Regions from separate parts of the Rattus norvegicus genome. Here region 1 is linked to region 2. The links are chromatin contacts, called in public Hi-C maps. All regions are on one chromosome and are shown on one strand. Each heading gives the region's core, a stretch centred on a gene start, on an enhancer-like site or on the middle of the called end of the contact. The rest is flanking DNA. Distances are from core to core; before and after follow the strand shown.

What was found. Hi-C and Micro-C count contacts between places; a contact is called where the count stands out from the background.
Region 1: a Hi-C map of the A7r5 cell line shows a contact between it and region 2, with 2.8 times the contacts expected there. The contact joins the enhancer-like site here to the promoter of Fam13c in region 2. A contact is called at or near these places in 4 of 12 Hi-C or Micro-C datasets (the A7r5 cell line, the Rat2 cell line, frontal cortex and 1 more) and 1 of 1 datasets of contacts at active chromatin or transcription factors (oligodendrocytes).

What each region holds. Positions count from the first base shown.
Region 1 is chr20:18,247,919-18,253,860 of GRCr8, forward strand. All of the region lies in intron 3 of LOC120098867 (a long non-coding RNA gene), which reads right to left. Among named protein-coding and RNA genes, the nearest start is that of Fam13c, 64 kb to the left of the region's middle. Within about 2 kb of position 3,388, at least 27 of the 93 cell types and tissues checked have an H3K27ac peak or open chromatin away from gene starts, as enhancers often do. A contact at or near this core is called in the A7r5 cell line and prefrontal cortex, where this site is marked.
Region 2 is chr20:18,184,939-18,190,947 of GRCr8, forward strand. It overlaps Fam13c (family with sequence similarity 13, member C), which reads right to left and starts at 1,950. Exons shown (of 15, transcript NM_001399503.1): 1 at 1,708-1,950; 2 at 1,531-1,569. It overlaps LOC120098902 (a long non-coding RNA gene), which reads left to right. Exons shown (of 2, transcript XR_010061076.1): 2 at 2,715-4,199.

The DNA.
Region 1 (5,942 bases), core at 2,138-4,637, 64 kb after region 2:
GAAGAGGGGGAGAGGGAGAGAAGGAAAAAGGGGAGTGGGAGAGAGAGTAGGAGAGAGGGAAAGAGAGAGAGAGAGAGAGAGAGAGAGAGAGAGAGAGAGAGAGAGCGCCTGTGTGTGTCTAGCTGCCCTTAAAGCTCGTAGGTTCTCATTTCCTGAAGCTGCAGCCCCTGACATGAGTGTTGGAAACTGGACTCAAATCTTCTCTATGAGACACTTTTTCTTTTTTTCGGAGCTGGGGACCGAACCCAGGGCCTTGCGCTTGCTAGGCAAGCGCTCTACCACTTAGCTAAATCCCCAACCCCAACACTTTTTAAAAAAAATAATTCTGTGGTTTAAATTTTTTCCCCAACAAGTCTATTATTCTCATAAGTCAGAATAAAAAGTAATAAAGTTTTTCATTATCTGGCTACGAATTCTTATTTTGTGAAAACTTGCTTTGCTCGGGGTTTCTGCTCTTGTTTCTGTCACGTTTTAAAAGTCCAGCTTGCCTAACTGTAGCATGTGTCTCTGTGCCTGTCTCCAGGCATTGCGGCTTGAATGCCCACGCTCTCGCCTGGTGACCTCCAACATCTCTGAGCAGCTGAAATCAAGGGAAAGAAACAGCCCTGTTGGGTCATGACACTCAAACTCACAGAGGGAAAGGAGAGTAGATACTCCTGCTTGGTGAACAGGACGTACCCGTATGGTTTCTTCATCATTGTGAGATTATTAAGACTAATTTGCATAAGGTAGGCTGAAAGGTGATTATTTATATAAGACATAGTCTCTGCTCTGAAAGGGCACAGGTTCCAGATGTCACACAGCACAGGAACAGGACACACCCTTAATTAACATTAGTGCATTCTTCAATTGTGCTTCTACCTCAGACACTCGCACATGTGCACGTGTGCGCGCACACACCACACACACATGCACACGATGCGAGAGCCTGTTAAAGAGGGTGAATTAAAGAGCAGAAATGAAGAATCAGGGCTGCCTGTGCTTGTGAAATAAGAAGTGTTAAATGAAAGATTTAAATCTGTCAAAACACGCCAGACACCACCATGGTAATTATTAAAGCAACAGCCACTTTAAAACACCAGAAGTTAAGATTCCCAAGTGGCTTCCAGCTAGGCATGCCCTTGTCCAAAGTCCGTGTGCTGGCTTACTACATTAACGAAGGTCTCACCAGGCTTTGAACCCGTGTCTACCACTGCTGTTTTTAATCTGCTGACCTTTTCCCAAATGACTAACTGGTGACATCTCAGGCCCTCAGAATTATTATTTCCACTGACTGACCTTCCTTAACATGAATCAGAAGCGATGAAAGCCTTTTATTTATTTTTTTTTTCTTTTGCTAATTATAGATTCTGGAATGGTTGCAAACTTCATCCGAGGACTGGAGAGATGGCTGAGGAGGTAAAGGGCTTGCTATGCCAAGGGCCTGGGTTCAGAGTCACAGCACTCAGGTAAAGACCGGGAGTGGTGGCATACACATGGGACCCCAGCCCTGTAGTGTGAAGCCGGGATGATTGTGGAGGCAGTCTAGTCAAAATGGCAAGCTCCAAGCTCACTAAGGGACCCTGTCTCAAAAATAAAGTGACGGAGGACACAGGAAGTTGGGCTCTGGCACGCATAGCCAAGAGCATCTGCACACGCGCCTTCATTTGAGGGAAGGCCAGTCAGTGTTACATCTGCAACCTAGACTGTAAGTGGGGCAGCACCTGCAACGCTGCTTCTAGGCCCCTAGCTTTACAGCGGGTTTTTCACAAACCAATCTACTCTCGAACGCAGGGCCTGCTGCTCCATTTCATCTGGAAAGGATGAAGCTCAGCGGAGGTCTCCAAATGTTTCCAAGACAACACACACACACGCGCGCACGCACGCACGCACACACGCACGCACGCACGCAAAACTGTGGTGGTTTGAATGCTTGACCCAGGGAGTGGCACTATTAGGAAGTGTGGCACTATTAGAAGGTGTGGCCTTGTTGGAGGAGGTGTGGCCTTTCTGGAGGATGTTTGTCACTGTGGGCGTGGCCTTTAAGACCCTCATCCTAGCTCCCTGGAAGTCAGTCTTCTCCTAGCTGCCTTCAGAATAAGAGGCAAAAACTCGAAGCTCCTCTACCCTCTCTGAACCTGTAAGCCAGCCCCAATTAAATGTTGTCTTTTAGAAGAGTTGCTATGGTCGGGGTTGGGGATTTAGCTCCGTGGTAGAGTGCTTGCCTAGCAAGCACAAGGCCCTGGGTTCGGTCCCCAGCTCCGAAAAAAAGAAAAGAAAAAAAAAAAGAGTTGCTGTGGTCATGGTGTCTGTTCACAGCAGTAAAACCCAAACTGAGACACATACATACATACATACATACATACATACATACATACATACATATACACACACACACACACACGGGGGGGGAGGTTTCTAGGAAAATTTGACATGTAGAATTATTTATCATCAACATACAAAAATGATTTGTGGTTCAGAAGAATTGCTTCTGGAATGTACAAACATCCCCAGGGAATCAGGTGGCAGCCATAGAATGACACCACACAAGTATTGCCTCATTCACAGTTATTCTGCCGCTAAAGACGAAGCAAAAATTAATCCACTGTATTTTGTGCCTGGATGTTACACCCAAAATACCCTTTAATATAATAATAGCCCTGTGCCCTAGGCCAAAGAACAGGAGATAAAAGAAGGTCATTAACTCAAGTCCTAAACGATAATGGAATTTTCTTCTTAATAAGATTTTCTGATTACCCAAGGCTCAGGCAGAATCAACTTTGGCGAGAAATCAACTTTCTGATATGTCTCAGTCATTTGGAAGGGAACATGACAGAGAAGGAGTTAACACTGCCTCAAAGTTCTACGGTTAGCATTACATACACTAATGTGTGTGTGTGCACATTTGTATGTGACTGCGTGTGCATGCGTGTGCGTGCATGTGCATGGCATGAACTATTTTTAGACTATTTTTAGATCCTTCCTAAAAGGATCCAGGCTCTGTTTAGGATTGGAAATGGCTACTTAATAAATAAATCTGCCTGCCTGGGTTTTGCCAGCTTTTCCTATCTGTTACGATTAGTGGATCCAGGTTGTTGGGTTTTTGGGTTTTTTTTTTTTTTCCCAGACAGCTTTTCAGAATTCTAGATGTTTATTCTTATTCTATATCTTTGTCTGGGGTTTGTGGGAGGCATTTGTGTGCCCTGAATAAGAAACGCCATCTGGGGCTTGGTTCTTCAGTTCTGTTCAGAAAGAACATCTCTGGCATTTAAATCTCTAACTGCTGAGTCGTTCTCTGGCTGCTGTCGATAAAATCTAACAGGAATGAGGGCTGTGTTTTTCCCATGGGTGCTTCAGAGGCTGAGATTTCACAGTTGCCCCACAGCCGCTTGAACATCCTCTAATCAGATTAGCATGCTTCCCCTCTTCCTGATAGGCTGGCAAATAGGCTCTGAAACAAATGACCCTGGTTCTGCCTCCTGCCCACGATTACATGCACTGGCTTGTAAATTTCCAGCCAGTACACTTGAAGTCACTTCCTCAAGTTTCAGAAAAGCTGTTGTTTTCTATTAGTCTAAATGCCTCGAGACCAGGGCAGGAGCAGGCCTGGTGCCACTTGGTTTTCTGGGTATTTTACACAGACCTGGAAGGTTTTAAATGCATTTCCATCTCCAAACTTCCAGGGGAGGCTGCACCTATGATCGAATCGTGATCAAGGTCCCACTGCCCTAACTCACCGTCACACATGTGAGCTACATGCATCTTCTGATAGCCTGCCAGAGAGCGAAACCCATCCTTCCCTGTCTTATCGAGTCAAGATCACCAACAATAGAATCTGCCATTCAAGGCCTTTCATTTGAAGAAGGTTTTTGGTTCTTCCCCCCCCCCCCCCCGGAGCTGGGGACCGAACCCAGGGCCTTGCGCTTCCTAGGTAAGCGCTCTACCACTGAGCTAAATCCCCAGCCCCTTGAAGAAGGTTTTAAACACCAAAAAGTGAATGCTGAGGGATGAGATGCCGTCACCCCATCCTTACAACAACAAAAAATATTCTGAACCCACAAAAAAATCAACGACATTTCTTAGACCAGGGGGGAACTGAAGTCCTACACTGAAATTTGAAAAGACTGGGGACAGAAGACACAGCCCAGGGTGGCTCAGCGGGCAGACGCCACCTGGGCTATCAGTTCAGGTTTCTGGATGAAGTTCTCCAGGCTGTATGCACACTGCTCTGAGAATAGGGGATGGGGAGTGTGGGGGGTTGGTTTTGATCTCAGAGATGCCCTGTCAAGTCAGGGAACAACCACGTACGAAACGCATTCATTAGGTAATGGATACCAAGAAAATCGCACTAACAATACACACCGTGGAAAGACGGAAAGCAATCACTTTGAAATATATTCAGTATGCTTTCCACAGCAAAAGCCAACACGTCAGTGACAGGGACTCCACCAGACCCTAGCTTAGCTTGAGTGGAAGAGACACCGCCAGACTCCAGTCCGTTTTGAGTTTGTGTCTCGTGTAAGGGCCAATGAGAACAAACTAGCCAGGGGGTTCATAGCCCACGGGTAGAGGGGGCTGCTGAAAAACGGAGATAACCTAAGGGTGCAGATGCCCCCATCCCCACTCCGTTCAGCCTCGAAGTTTTTTAAACCTACTTTAAGTACAAGTCACAGACTGGAAACAGTGACCGATGACCCGTGAAGCAGAAAAATCAAACAGCGCCTCAGCCCTGTGACCAGAGTTAATGTCACATTGACGACTCCTGGTGACTGTGGGTATTTTGATGAGCTACGATGAAACGGTGCCTCCTGAGCTTCCTTTCCATAAACTAGACTGATCACAAGCAAGTGTCAGAGAGGGGACAACAGACCATTCCACAGAATGCTTGACCTCTCAAGTGTCTGTTGTGTCTTAGATAAGAGAAGCCATGGGCTGGAGGGATGGCTCAGTGGTTGGGAGCGCCGGCTGCTCTTCCAGAAGTCCTGAGTTCAGGTCCCGGCAACCACATGGTGGCTCACAACCATCTGTGATGAGATCCGATGCCCTCTTCTGGTGTGTGTGGGGACAGTGACAGTGTACTCATATAATAATAAATAAATAAATCTTTAAAAAAAAAAAAAGAGAGAAGCCAGGTATGTGTTTGGTGGAGGCACAGTATGGTTTGGGGAAATGGGGTGCCTCTGTGGGCCCATGCTGAGGCATCCCTTACCCCTGAGGGACCAGTCACACGATGATATAGTACAGAATAGAGTTTATTTAGGACATGGGGAGGGGAGTCGGGGGAGGGAGTAGTAGAGACAGAGAAAGGCAGAGAGAGAGAGAGAGAGAGAGAGAGAGAAGAAGGAGGAGGAGGAGGAGGAAGAAGAAGAGGAGGAAGAGGGAGGGAGGGAAGGAGGGAGGGAGGGAGAGAAGAGTAGAGGCCAGCCATGAGCATGTGAGACGGAGGGGAGAGGAGAACAGGGAGAGAGAGGGGGAAAAGGAGCAAGGGCAGGAGCCCAAGAGAGAGGAGGGGGCAAGAAGCCCCTTTTTATAGTGATTCAGGCATACCTGGCTGTTGCCAGGTAACTGTGGGGCGGAGCCTAGACTAAATACCAACAGTCTAGGTCCCCAGAACAAATGGAAAATCTGAAAACATTGTCACAGCCAAAGGAAGGAAGACCCAGTGGCAGCAGGTATCGTGGGGTACTGGGATTTAAAAAAAAAAAAGACTGTTGGTAGCTAGACACGCCTGCAATAGTAGGTTAAAGACTGGTTTAAAAGGAAATTCTTATCTCCTGTAAAACAAAATGGTAACACATTGATAGCAGGGAGGGGGTGGTACACACCTGTAATCCCAGCAAGAGGATGCCGAGGCAGGAGGATGTCAGGTTTGAGGGGCACCTTTGTTGCACTGCAAGACCCTGTCTCAAATTTGAGGGTGGTGCATAAAGAAAACATTAGGTTAAAAAAAAAAGACTAAGATC
Region 2 (6,009 bases), core at 700-3,199:
CACACACACCATATGAAAGCTAGAACTAAAAGTCTCCATCTTGAAACCCCTGGGCCTGTGACTGTGGCTGACTCTAGGAATTCAGCCACACAGCGTTCCTAAGAATCAGGCCCAGAAAGCCCAGCAGAGGAAAAGAAAGGCATTACCTGACCACTTAGCAGGAAATTCAGGCCTCATCCTTGGCCTCAGATCTCTCTCTCTCTCTCTCTCTCTCTCTCTCTCTCTCTCTCTCTCTCTCTCTCTCTCTCTCTGGCAAGGCAATGTCCCTACCATAACCAGGGTTCCAGACAGTGCATCTTCAAAAGTCAACCTGGTCTTTATTTTAAAGAGACGCCACTTAGGTGAGCTCAAAGCAGGGTACTAAGTCAGTAGCAAACCAAGCAGGATAAGCAAAGGTGCATGGGGAAGAGGCCTCAGGAAACACAGAGGACCCTCAGACCTCCCTCTCCAAGTCTGGAACAGTGGCAGAATCTGAAAGCCAAAAGATGCTTTATCTTTAGCAAACAACTCCCAAGCCACTTGTGGCCTCTGTGTGAAACTCACGTTTCTCTTAAGTAGTGGGATACACAACTCTGCACTCGCGCACGCGCGCGTGCACACACACACACACACACACACACACACACACACCCTGCTGCAAAGCTTTTCCGAGTAGCTTTTACCAAAAGTTCCCAGAAGTAAACACTTATTTCCCTATGATAAAACACAATACATACTATACATCCCAGCTATATGTAAATCACATACAGTGCCAGCAAAATCTACATATTTGCTTCCAATATATAGATTTTATTATTAAGAAAATACTAAGGAAGAAATGACCAGAATAAAAACGAGGCACTATAATCGTCAACACACACACACACACACACACACACACATATGGGCTGGCCTGGAGTAAACCATTATTTCCCTCCCTCCACTCTGAACTGTTGTTAGTCAGGCGAGGCGTTTCTCTATAGTCACATTAGCGTGGCCAGATGAGAAAAATTACAAGAAGGCATCTAGAAAAGTTTACCGCGCTGTCTTAAAAAAAAAAAATTAGTACACACGGAGGAGGGAGATGAGTTTACCCTGTTTAAATATGCTGGAATTAAACTCCAGCTCTCTCACATCAGTCTATTTGGGGCAAATGTACACAGCCTGCACGCCATGAAAACTGACACTCATGTTGGCAAAATACAACCCAGCTTCCTTTCTGACATGTCACATAGATTTTTTTTTAAGCTAAGCTTCAAGATTGCATATTTGGGGGCACAGAGCCTCCCGCAGCAAACAAGCTAGGTTTATTACTCCCCCAACCCCCATTTCCCCCACCCCCGGTTGCTAAAATACTGGTTGCAACCTGTGTGAGGTTTGTGGGTCCCTCCAGTCTCGCAGCCCTAGGTTCCAGGAGACAATGCATCGCCTGGGAAGAGGGGCTGGGAACTGGGTGGAGTGGGATGGGGTGGCAGCGGGAGGGGGATACCTTCACCCCAGTTGCTTCGGAGACAGGAATGCAAGTCGATTGTAATGGCAAGAAGCACTTACTCAGTTACAGCGGCGCTGCCGAAGGAATTATCCTGAAGGCTGAAACAGAAACAAGAAAACATGAGCCAAGTCCGGCGGGGGAGCCGTCTCCCTAATTGCTCTCCCCGAGTTAGAGCATGCACACAAACATGGCATTGCCAGGCAAGTCTTAGGGCTCGCCCGGCTCGCTCGCTCTACCTTGGGCTGCTGTCTGCACATGCTCCTGACGACACCCCCAGCAGGGGCCCCGCGGCACCGGCGAACCACAAAGCCCAGCAGTCTGCGAGGCTGCGGGGACGATGGGGCGGGGCGCGGCGGCGCGCGACCCAGGGCTTCTGCCCCAGGAACCTGGAGCTGCTCCTCACAACCCTGGTAGCCAGCTAGGAGCTATAGGGAGTCCTAATTGCTTGAGCCTGCCACCTCAGCCTCAGCTGGCAATACGGATATCCCCCCCAGTGGATGCAATGCCCGCCTCCCATGGCTTGTTACCTCCCCAGCCCCCACACCACCCGGGGGATGCAAACGTGAAAAGATGCTTCTATCGCTTTTCCTGAAAGCAAGGAAGGATCGAAAAGGGGGAAAGGATATTTGACTTATTTTCACTGTGTGTTGGTTTTTACTGCCTAGAACAAAAGAGGCTCCCAAAGGCAGGCTGTATCCTGACAGGTCGGTCTGTGCTCTTGTTATTTTATTCCGCGGGAGGAAGCGCCCAGCTCGGGACCACGGAGCTGTGAATGAATCTAAGCAGGGCAAGTGTAGAATGCTTTACAGGCCCTAGCCGGTGCCTAGGACACTAGGGAGATAGAACCCTACACCCACAGCAGCACGGCACCTTCACAAAGGATGGAGTGACAACTCATACACGTTCCCTTCAATGGAGTCTGCTCTGTTGGGGAAAGGGAGGGCCGGTCAGCCCCACCCCCGCCCCGCTTTATTCTTGCTTGGGGATGTTTATCCTGCTCTGTTCTCATTGTCCATGTTTCCTGACGTGTTGCCCTTGACTTGGAATAAACAGACGTCTCTGAAAGACCTGTCTCTGAATTTTTGAAATACGATCGCATGATAGTACAACACGTACGTATTGGACCATACTGTGCATGTGTTCTTACTCCTACTGTCCCATGGAACTAGGTTGTGGATGGCAGACACCTCACCATGTTTGTGGCAACGTGAAGTCTAATTGCAGGCTATCTTCCTGTCCACAGATCTGAAGACGGTCAAGTTCCCAAATGCCCCTGCCCTCAGGGGCTGTGGTGCTCATTCTGGGTAGTCCAGTGTGGAGAAAGACCAGCTGTTTTGTTGTGTAAACATCTCCAGTGATTCATCTGGGATGGGAAGGAAGATCGCTTTCAACTGAGAAACTGCGGTGGATACTGTGGGCCTATTGAAAATAAAAGGAACCCTCCACCCTCCGAGAGACCCGGCAAGCATCTGAAAGAGTCAGAAGCAGATACTAGCACCCAACCAATGGAGAGAAGCCGGGGGGAAGGAAGGCCCCGTGAAAGACCAGAAGTTTCAACTGACCTTGACCCCTGAGATCTCTCAGACACGGAGTCACCAACCAGGCAGCATACACTAGCTGATGTGAGACGCACCCCCCCACACCCTCACACCCTCCCACACCCCCACATCCCCACACCCCCACACACATATACAGCAGACGACTGCCTGGTCTGACTTAAGTGAGAGAAAATATACCTAACCCTCAATTCACTTGAGGCCTCAGGGAGTAGGGAGGCCTGGTGGGGTGGGGACATCCTCTTGGAGAAGGGGAGCAGGGCGGGAGGAGGGGGGATGGGATGGGATGGGGAGCGGTGGGGGAGGGGTGAAGAGGAGACCGAAAGGGGGAATGAAGACTGGACTGTAAAAAAAGGGTTATGGAATAGTAAATAAATAAATATTTTAAAAATTTTAAAAAGGAAAAGGAAATGAAATGAGAGATGTGCTTCAGAAATCCAGAGATTCAATAACAACACGCAGAGGGAGGAAAAGTCTAGTTCTCAACAAACCACAAACAGAAAGGATCCAGACGAGAACTGTATACATGGAAGAAAGACAGTCGTTCGGTATATTATGGCTAAAAGTTAAGAACACTCTAGAATAAAAGCCTGCCGTAAAGCACTTGGGTTGCTAAACGTCTTATGTTGTTCGAAGCTTACATCTGATTTTTTTTTTTTTTTTTTTTTTTTGGTAAGTGGCTTTCAAGTACCTTTTTTTTTAAATGAGATGTCCTGTTCACCTTGGAATGAACAATACTGATCGCTATCACAAAAGGTTCTTTTGGAGCCCTCGGCTTATCTGAACAACAATTCAGGGAAAGTTCAAAGGGAGAAGAGGAAAATTATCTCTAGAATCTGTTAAGGAAGCATGAGTGTTTCCCAGGACAGCGACTGGCGTCCAGACTTCTCTGTGGTTTGACATAACACGGCCAAGACGGGTTTTCAAAAGGGGAGATATTATAAGTTCAAAGACAGCAAAGAAAACTATTTTGTCTTTTTGACTCTGAGATGGGACTTAGGTAAGCAAAATGTTGTGGGCAGGGTGAGAACAGAAGGGGACGACAAATGCACTCGATCGATGTGCTTCTCAAACGCCTTAAAGTCCAAGAGAACACTTAGACTAAGCAGACCGATTACTGTCATGCCTACCTGGCTTCCTTGGAAGAACTAATAAAAGCATATTTAACACTACGTCAGATGCAGTCCCTGTTAACCTGAAGCCTTTGCTCTTCACATGCATGTGTGTGCAGAATGGACAGGATGTGCGGTGTACAGTTCAATAGATAGACTCACTGGGGACAGATAGGTTCAATGGGATTAGCTCACCGACATGCTAAAAGCTTCCGTTTTTCTGAATTTCTCACTTAAATCTAATATCTAATATCTAATATCTTTATTTCTTCAGGGTTTTCTTTTTAATTTATTTTTATTTTATGTGCATTGGTGTTTTGCCTGTGTGTATATCTGTGTGAGGGTGTCAGATCCCCTGGAACTGGAGTGACAGAACGGTTGTGAGTTCCCAGGTGGGTCCTGGGAATTGAACTCAGGATCTCTGGAAGAGCAGTCAGTGCTCTTAACTGCTGAGCCATCTCTCCAGCCACACGCATGCCAATAGCTTCTCGGTCATAGTGTTTTCATTCCAACATTCCTACTCTGCTGTGTCAAAAACAAAGAAATCAGGGAGAGCGTGTGAAAGGAATCTATGAGTCAAGTTCAAGACCAACCACTTACCAGTAGTTTAAACTTTTTTGAAAAAAAAAAATCACCTTATGACTTTCTTTCCTCATTCTTAGATAGAGATAAAAATCTGTTCCAGTGGTTCTTCCAAAGATTAAATGACATTCTTGGTACCGAGAAATTAAAAAAAATTTTGAGGGGTTGGAGATTTAGCTCAGTGGTAGAGCACTTGCCTAGCAAGCGCAAGGCCCTGAGTTCGGTCCCCAGCTCCAAAAAAAAAAAAAAAAAAGATAAAAGAAAAAAGAAAAAAAAAAGAGAAAAGAAAAAAAAAGAAAAAATTTAAACGGTTAATAAGTTGCTCGTTTTATCCTTGTTCTCATAGTTATAAAAGGAAAGACATAAACATGGAGCTTGGAAGGAAAAAACTAGCTGTGAATGGATAACAGGTTTATAGACAACACTGACTTTCTACCCCCAGGCTTCCACGCTGTTCCGTGGCTTCTTCACGTCTCTGAAAGTCATCACGTTTGACCAGACGCAGATGGGGTGGGTTGCTCTAGGTGGAATGCGCTCCATGGACAATGTTTGTGGATTCGCTTTGTAACTCAATTAAAAGTGCTTGCACATCCCTGGAGGACCAGACAATTCTGAGAAAACACTTTCTGGGGGACGCTGGGGCATCGGGCCAGACTCTTTACAATGACAGGAAAGTCAACAGAGGCTTGCTCCTTTGGCCTGGACACAGTGACCTGCTGCTTCCTGCCAGTCCTCCAGGGGACAGCCAGGCCTCTTGCCTCTCCACAGACATAATTTTCCACTAAAAAGATTCCCTCTCCTTATATCTGTCTCCTTTAATCCTTTGCTTTCTTGCCCTAGTCTTTGACACTTTAGCAAAAGGGGCCTCATTGCTCTGAGTGGTTATTGTCTGAGCTACTGAGTCCCCAACAGACACAGGTGACATTCTCTTTCGGGTCACCTCCATTTTGCCTCACGATATCTCTCTGTTCCACCTAACGTAAAGGGTATGTTCAGCGCAGGTAGGTGGGAAAAATGAAACGTTAAATCTTATAGAGGATTCTGGATTTCGTGAGGACAGTGGAAGTGGTGTGGGAAAGATCTTAAATAAGATGTACAAGGAATCAAAATGTAGGGATAACATCAAATAAAAGCAAGCCGAGATAGATACCTGGTGGGGTGGTTTGAATATACTTGACCCACAGAGAGTGGCACTATTAGGAGGTGTGGCCTTCTTGAAGGAAGTACGTCACTGTGGGGGCGGGCTTTGAGGACTCCTAGCGCTCAAGCTCCACCCAGTGCAGAAGAG